Linked DNA regions of Mus musculus: all the other regions are linked to region 2. A link is a contact called in public HiCAR-type and HiChIP or PLAC-seq data. All regions are on one chromosome and are shown on one strand. The core of a region is the stretch at or near the end of the contact, and the rest is flanking DNA. Distances in the headings are between cores, read along the strand shown. Region 1 overlaps Itgav (integrin alpha V). Region 2 holds the start of Ssrp1 (structure specific recognition protein 1). Region 3 overlaps Itgav (integrin alpha V).

The links. HiCAR-type assays count read pairs that join an accessible place to other places. HiChIP or PLAC-seq counts read pairs in DNA pulled down with a chosen protein or histone mark.
Region 1: a HiCAR-type map of astrocytes shows a contact between it and region 2, with 3 times the contacts expected there. The contact joins the enhancer-like site here to the promoter of Ssrp1 in region 2. A contact is called at or near these places in 2 of 39 promoter capture datasets (liver and pre-B cells) and 2 of 115 datasets of contacts at active chromatin or transcription factors (astrocytes and pancreatic cancer cells).
Region 3: a contact with region 2 is called in an H3K27ac HiChIP or PLAC-seq map of microglia, with 4 times the contacts expected there. The contact joins the enhancer-like site here to the promoter of Ssrp1 in region 2. A contact is called at or near these places in 2 of 39 promoter capture datasets (the C10 cell line and pre-B cells), 4 of 115 datasets of contacts at active chromatin or transcription factors (astrocytes, embryonic stem cells, microglia and 1 more) and 2 of 9 other capture datasets (adipose tissue and liver).

The regions. Positions count from the first base shown.
Region 1 is chr2:83,757,941-83,760,691 of GRCm38.p6, reverse strand. All of the region lies in intron 4 of Itgav (integrin alpha V), which reads right to left. Among named protein-coding and RNA genes, the nearest start is that of Itgav, 35 kb to the right of the region's middle. Within about 2 kb of position 1,396, at least 124 of the 459 cell types and tissues checked have an H3K27ac peak or open chromatin away from gene starts, as enhancers often do. A contact at or near this core is called in astrocytes and pancreatic cancer cells, where this site is marked.
Region 2 is chr2:85,035,701-85,038,400 of GRCm38.p6, reverse strand. Ssrp1 (structure specific recognition protein 1) reads right to left here and starts at 1,281. Exons shown (of 17, transcript NM_182990.4): 1 at 1,073-1,281; 2 at 432-607; 3 at 1-48. The coding sequence starts at 485. P2rx3 (purinergic receptor P2X, ligand-gated ion channel, 3) reads left to right here and starts at 2,567. Exons shown (of 12, transcript NM_145526.2): 1 at 2,567-2,700.
Region 3 is chr2:83,741,183-83,743,882 of GRCm38.p6, reverse strand. All of the region lies in intron 2 of Itgav (integrin alpha V), which reads right to left. Among named protein-coding and RNA genes, the nearest start is that of Itgav, 18 kb to the right of the region's middle. Within about 2 kb of position 1,447, at least 77 of the 459 cell types and tissues checked have an H3K27ac peak or open chromatin away from gene starts, as enhancers often do. A contact at or near this core is called in adipose tissue, microglia and pancreatic cancer cells, where this site is marked.

The DNA.
Region 1 (2,751 bases), core at 147-2,646, 1.3 Mb after region 2:
ATCATGAGCAATACTACACCCAGAATAGAGAGGCAGCTCAGGTTTGGTTTTTTTTTTTTTTTTTTTTTTTAATTCTTCCTTTATTAGATGCCATCTTTTAGTTACCAAAAAAATTTGTTTTCCTTGCATTTCAGATACATCATAAGTTACTCCCAGTCAGGCCACTCAAGTATAGAAACCAAAAATAGTTCATTTTAATCATAATGTCAAACTTCTAAGAATTGGGGGGGGGGGGGCAAACAATCCCTTCCAATCTTGGAACCCAATTTTAAAATCTGGGAACTGCCCCAAGATTACACAATAAAATAATTTTTTTTGTTGTTTTAAGAAAATGGCCACAAAAGTGTAACACTACTGTAATGTAAATTTTTCTAACCAAGAGGGAATAGGAAAAATGTGGACTGGGGTTTCCAGTGTCTAGTGAGTCACACCAAGGAATTGTACTTCAACCTTAACTCCACCATGCATTTCCTCCATTCAAGCTGCATCTGGGCAATGGCCTTAAGCCGTTTATGAAGACATGCTTTTTTTATTTGTACTATGCAACTTTCTGCTTTATTTGGTTTCCTGAGATATCCAGTTGGAAATACAACTTCTTTAAAATATCCTTGACAGGCACGTACTAAAGCGGGTGCTTCTGACAATTTAAAAACTCTCTGAATACAACAGCTTAGTTCAGTGAAGGGCTCAGTGTTTATCTCCACTGATAGCCAAAACTACTTCCGCTTGTCAAGCCTGGAAATATTATGACAAGGAGTGATTGGGGACAGAGAGGCCACAGGCGTGCATTAAGCACTTACCGGAAGCTATTCACTTAGCTCAGAACAATCCTTGGAGAGCTGTGATTACTAGTCACGGGTTCAGAAGCCCAGTCTAGAGGCATTAAGTGACTTGTCAACAGCCAACCAGCTGGCACTATGAATACTACTGAGCTGTGCTATTTTGATCAGCAACCTGATGGCCATTATCTGAAAAGTGGAAGAAAAAACTAGAAACCTTAACTATCCAAATATGGCTATCAAAATTAGAGGTCGGGAGCAACGGATTCAGGGGAGCATAGCGTTCAAAGAGTCTCCACACCGTGTCAGGTTTTCAACAGACAGACATCTGGTTAGTGCTTAAGGCCAAGTGTGATTATGGATATTGCTGTTAAAGCCACAAGCAAACACGAACAATAAGGAAGTAATTGGGAGGCTAAGAGTGAGGCTCTTTATCCAGGCTGTATACGCAGGTCACGCTAGAAACAAAAGTCAATGCATCAGCAGCCAGCCGAACAACAACAACAAAGCCAGCCCCAGCACACACGGACATAAACCGCCACAGCCAAGCAGGCAAAGGCTCAGAGGTCAGCAGGCAGCCTCACAAAACTGGAACCATCCTGCTCTGCGCTGTACAGGTTACTGAAGCATGAATGAACACGAACTATCAAACGGTGCTGGCAGGAGGGGAGAGAGGGGACACTTACATATGAGAGAAGAATTTTAAAAAGAAACAGAAGAAAAGAAAAACATACGCCAAGCAGTACCTCGGAAAGGCTTGGGCAGATTCGGTGTTTTTCCAATAAGGGAGTGAGGGCTCAGCGTGGTTAAGGGGATTGATTGCCCAGAGCTCCGGTTCAGAGCCAGGGGAATCCGAGGCTATCACCCAGGTTTTCCAGCTCTACTCCTCCTCAGTGTCCACTCTGGGTAAGTTTCAGCCTTCTTAATTGGAGCCTGCTGGTATGTCCTATGTCAAAGGTCTGACCAAAGAGCATGTACTATAGCCTGGTTTGCTAAGAGAGGCATTTCCTCTGTCTACGTGTTCTATGATGCTTTTCTTTGAGATGTTTGACTTGGACCAGAGTTCCACAAACCTTTCCTGAAAAGATCCAGACATTTAAGTACTTCAGGAAACAGGGGTCATATACTAACTATGTCAACTCCAGAATGACTCAACTTTCCAGACAGTGAATAAGCAAATGGGTGTGGCTAAATTCCCATAAAAAAGGTATTTGTAGGGCTGGAGAGATGGCTCAGCAGTTAAAAGCACTGACTGTTCTTTCAAAGGTCCTGAGTTCAAATCCCAGCAACCACATGGTGGCTCACAACCATCCATATTGAGATCTGATGCCCTCTTTTGGTGTGTCTGAAGATAGCTACAGTGCATTGACATATAATAATAAATAAATCTTTGGGCCGGGGCAAGCAGGGCCAGAGTGAGCAGAGGTCCTGAGTTCAAACCCCAGAAACCACATAATGGCTCACAACCATCTGTACAGCTACCGTGTACTAATATACATAAAATAAATAATCTTTTTTTAAAGGTGTTTGCAAAGGCAGGTTCACAAGTCACAAATCACTGTAGTTAGAATGTATCTTAGGAAATAATGACTTCATTACTTCATAATTTTTATGTCTAAAACAAATAATGGAAGCATTAAGAACTAGCTACACAGCCAGGTGGTGGTGGCACACGCCTTTAATCCCAGCACTCTGGAGGCAGAGGCAGGCGGATCTCTGAGTTCGAGGCCAGCCTGGTCTACAGAGTGAGTTCCAGGACAGCCAGGGCTAAAAGAGAAACCCTGTCTCGAAAAACCAAAAAAAAAAAAAAAAAAAAAAAAAAAAAAGTAAAAGAACTAGCTGCACATAGATGCATCGCTAAGTGCTCTTTTCAGACATGTTTGTTTGTTTGTTTGTTTGTTTGTTTGTTAGGTTTTTTCCAGGCAGGGTTTCTCTGTATAGCCCTGGCTGTCCTGGAACTCACTTTGTAGAC
Region 2 (2,700 bases), core at 32-2,531:
GTTCTTAAAGATGATACCCTGACGGCTCAATCGAAGCCTCCCATCATTCTGCCCAAAATACAGACCCAAAATCAGAACAGGGTAGTGTGTAGTGGATCCTTTCTACCCCTTACCCATGGGATGCAGGATGGCCAGAGTATCAATTGAAAAGCGGTCGTGGTGAAATCAAGTTAAAAGACACAACAGACATTAAGTCTAGACTGCAAGCTTGGCTCTGGCATCAGAAACCCTGTAAGGGCCCCAGTTTCCTGGTTTTCTAATACAACTCAACAAACTCAACATCTTGCAACTCTTTGAGACTTTGCTCACGTTTTCGCTTGGGGGACACACTGATACACTGTTTCCAAAAAAGTAGTCAGAGTTAAGCTTTTCGTTCATAGATTCGAACTCTTTCCCCCTCTCTGCCTTTCTTTTGCCCAAGCCATTCTCACCATGGACCCTTTCACCTCCTGGAAGATGTCGTTGAACTCCAATGTCTCTGCCATGTTCACCTGCCCGTGGTGGCCTGAGCACACAGCCCTAGGCTGCACCAGAGAAAACGAACCCTTCTCTGGATGCTGTGCCCCAATTCCTGGTTAGTTGTGTAGATGTCCAGCAGGGTGGGAATCTGAATTCGGGAAGGAGACTGATAAGCAAGAAACAACGCCACCTTACTCCGCTCAGCCATGTACCTGGTATGTCTCAAGTTCTTTGCTGCCTGGGGATCTTACTGACCCGTTCTGCAGGGCTCCTGAGGCCAAGGCCCAGGACCCTAGGTGCAGAACCAGGCCTATAGTGGCGCTTACACCCCAACCCGACACCCTCTCGGTACGTTCCACGGACAGGCACGGCAACAATCGGCGGAACCTGAGACCCGCTCAGAGAGCGCACCTCAACTCCGCTCAGAGGGTAGTGTCCTGATCGCAGAGACCCCACCACCCCGGGGCCCCGCGTGAATCTACGTTTCTCCCCCTTCTTTTAAAATGGATTCGCCCATTGCCCGCGAATTTGAACGCGGATCGATCCATTCCGATCGTCCCGCGGGGGAGCGGGGCCCATGCACACCAGGGGCCCAGGGATCGCGACCACCCACCTCTAAGAGCTGCAGCCTCGCGACGGCACAGTGAGGGCGGTGGGCGCAGGGGGACGCAGGGGAGGGGGTAGGGATGCGGGGGAAGGGATGCCGGGGAAGCTTTTCCCGCGTGCGCAGCCCCGCGTCCCGCCACCGGAAGTCGCGCACGGACCATAGAGAGGAAGACTTGGCTAGAACGGCATCATCCGGGCCGACCAACGGGTACATTCGCCTAGAGCGTCGGCACTCCCCCTGGTCGGCTAAAGCGAGAGGCTTGCTATGGAATCCCACGCGGCTGAATTCTTGACTAGAAAACGGGAACACTCTTTAGAAAGTTACAAGCTGCTCTTCAAAGACTAGATTCCGAAGGGAAATTATGCGGTTTTATTAGGTGTTCAGGTTTGTATGTTTGTTGGAATCATGCACGCCCCTCCCTCCTGTGAAATAATCTGGGAAGGAGTCTGTTGAACAAGAAAAATACAGAGGTGTAGCCCCACTAGCTGCAAAGGAGATGCGGGTGTCGGCGATTGTGCTTGCTTTCCAGCTGTACCCTGGCAAGTAGATCAGATCCTTTCTGCAGTGAGTTCACCTACCCCCAACACTATCCTGTCCATATCCCTAATTTGTGGGTTCTCAGGAAGAGCCTAGCAGATGGCTGCATTAAATTCAAGTGGTGGTGTCGGATTTACCTTTGAGCTAGAACTTACTTGAAATCACATCAGCCTACGTTGGCAGAAGCCCGGATGGCCTCACATAGCACCGGAGTGCATCTTGCAAAATCTGAAGCCAGGTCTGACAGAGATGCTTGAGTTTATCTCATTTTACAGATGAGAAAAATGAGACCACAAAAGATTTGCGACTGGGTGTCAGTCCATTACCATCAAAACTGGAACCTAGAACACAGACTCTTTAACATCAGCCTTTTATAATCATGAGGGTTCAGGGTTTAGAGTGATTGCTAGCATATGTCCTACACAAAGACAGGATAAGCCCACAGTTTCCCTGAAATATCACTGCACTGACTTGCTAACTCAGTCCTGGGATATGATATAGATAAAAATGTGTTTTGTCATTCGGTGCTTGTGGCTTTAACCACTATCATTGCTAGCACTATTTAGCTAAGTCAAACTGGGCTTAAGACATAATGAAAACCTATTAATGCAGCACGTTTCTAGGATCTGACAAAACTGTTGAAGATCGTTAAAATAGCCCAGCCTCTTAGGAGCACATACCCTAACAAAAGATTTTAATAACTTCGGGGTTTAAAAAGAGAGGGAGTTCAGTAATTTCTGTGCAACTTGAAGAGTTGCAACCAACTAGAGTTAGAAATAAGCGACTTTCCGCTTTGTAGTATTACAAATCTGTAATCACAACACTCAAAGACTGGGGCAGGAGGATTGTGAATTTGAAACATGGCAACATAACAAGTTAGACAACATAATGAGATGCTGGAGGGCAGAGAGGAGGAGATGGTAAGAAATGCGTGTCTTCCTCCCAGGAGACACAGAACTGTCAAGAACCCTTTCTCCCTATTTGTGCTATTAGATAGAAATCGACAGACACTCAAGAGTGGAGTTCTTGGCTCAGGCAGATGAGCTAACTCAAGAGTGGGCAGTTACAAGGGGCTTTGGAGAATACAAAGCAGCTGG
Region 3 (2,700 bases), core at 198-2,697, 1.3 Mb after region 2:
AGGCAGATTTCTGAGTTCGAGGCCAGCCTGGTCTACAAAGTGAGTTCCAGGACAGCCAGGGCTACACAGAGAAACCCTGTCTGGAAAAAACAAAAAAAAAAAAAAAAAAAAAACAAAAAAAAAAACAAAAAAAAGAAGGAAAGGAAAAAAAGATACTTCCTGCCATAATGCTTCTCAGGGACTTGTCTCTGTGGATATCAAGATTAATGTAAGCTAGAAAAGTCACAGAAAATACATGCAAATTCTATATTTTTGGTCTTATGCTTATCAACCAGTTTAAAATCCATAGTTCTTTTCCATATGAAAACATATTTACCACTTATTAAGAACAAATGAATACTGGTCAGAGGTTTTTCATTTTGTTTTGTTTTTAAAGCATCAGATATCAGACATATGTTTTGGATGTAAGCAGAAATTTTAAAAACTAATTTAAGGCAGACATTGTGATGCAAGTCTGTAACCCCAGCACTCAGGACACCGAGGCTGGTAAATCAAGAGTCTGAGGGCTGCCTGTTCAAGCAAGTAGAACCCCTGTCTTCAAAACATAAATAAATAAATTACATTACATTAAATATTAAAAGGCCTGGCTTCCTTAGGGCAGTGGTGCTCAACTTGCCTGACCTGTGACCCTTAATATAGTTGGTCCCCAACCTTGCTAATACTGTGACTCTTTAATACAGTTCTTCATGTTGTAGTGACCCCCCAACCATAAACCTGTTTCACTGCTACTTCGTAATCATAATTTTGCTACTGCTCTGAATTGTAGTATAAGTACTTTTAAAGATAAGAGTTGCCAAAGAGGTCTCAACTGAAAACTACTACCTTAGAGGAAGTAGGGCAGCAGGAAGGGCACTCATTCCAAAACAACATAGAGCTTCTCTGAAGTGGAGGAGTGTTCAGAATCAACAGCCATGCCTTAAAGCACCATGCATCAATGTTTTCAGTTCCAAAGCTGGAGAGGTGACACACTTTAAAGCACTGGCTGCATTTCCAGAGGATCCAGTTTGATTCCTAGCACCCACATGGCACCCACATGGCGGGTCATGACCATCTGTGGTTTCAGTTCTAGGGGATCCAATGGTTGAAGTTCCTACACGTGATGCACTGACATACATGCAGGCGAAACACCCAAACACACAAATCTTCACCAAATGTCCAATTACATTACTAAATACAGCTGATATATGCACTGGCCTATAGTAACACCCAAAGTTAAGTCAATAATCATAAAAATGCACACATATACACGCCATCTACTACATCTAACTGCCTCCAGCTTCAACAGCCACGACTCCAGATCTCCATCCTTTCAAGAAGCTTGCTGCAAAGGAAGTTTGTCTTCACTAAGAGCCCAAGTCTTAAAATACTAGAGTCCACATCAGACAGTGGCCCCGCTGAAAGGAAGTGTGAATAGAGTGGGCGGGAGAAAGCAAGGAAAGGCCGCTCTCCAAACAAACCCACAGGCAGCTCATTCAGGACCTGGCGGGGACTGGCAGCCACTCTGGAACACATGAGGGAAGTAAATATTTTGAGTCACAGCCCCGAAGTCGCTGCTGTCCCGCTGTCACTATGCTGAACCACCCAGACTGCTGGACTGTGTTGCCACTCTTAAAAAGGAAATAAAATACAGATCGGGGATTCCAGGGCTGGAAGAAACATTGTTTTTTGGGGGGTTTTTTTTTGTTTGTTTGTTTTGGTTTGTTTTTTGTTTTTTGTTTTTTTTTTACCTCAAATGTGTTGGACAACTGGCTCATATTACCCAAATAAACTTGGGGGGGGGGGTGCACAGTGGCCTGCTTTGAATCCCAGCAGAGACAAGCAGATCTTCCGTGAGTTCAAGGCTAATACACAAATCAAGTTCTAAGACAGCCAGGACTACACAGAGAAACTCTATTTTAAAACTAATAAAAATAAATATAAAATCATGAAGCAAATCACTAGAGACTTGAAAATTAAACCCTCTTTTTTTTTTTTTTTTTTTTTTTTTTACAATCTTCCAAAATATGTTCTTTGTGCCCCACCAAACTCCCAGGAGGGCATGTTTCCTTCAGGGCAGAAGCCGTAACAGGAGCACCCAGTCAGTGTGAGTATCGAATGCTCTCCAGAGTGTTTCACAAGCCACTGCCCAGACATGAGGGTTCAGCTTGCTGGAGAACTAAACTATCATTAACATTATGCTGAATTTTAAGATGAAGATACCCTGGTACCCTAAAACAGATAGTTTTTTCTCTTCTCTTTATGACTAAAGAACATCTTTTGGACTAGATTATACCACTCTTTTTAAATGAGAAATGCTGAAATATCCAAAAGAAATACGAGAGAAGCTTCTACTTAGAAGTCAAACGTGTTTTCGGCCATTGGGTTCCTATTCATTACTATGGGTTCTGTAAATAACTAGATGATTTGGGTCCTTAGAGAATTTGTTGGTTTTTGTTTGCTAAAACAAGCTGTCAAAACAATGTCATCCCGCCGGGCGGTGGTGGTGCACACCTTTAATCCCAGCACTCGGGAGGCAGCGGCAGGTGGATTTCTGAGTTCGAGGCCAGCCAGGTCTACAGGGTGAGTTCCAGGACAGCCAGGATTAAACAGAGAAACTCTGTCTTGAAAAACCAAAAAAAAAAAACCAAAAAACAAAAAACAAAAAACAAAAAAAACCAAAAAAAAACCTTCCTCGAGCAGTTTTCTACTCCAAATAAAACT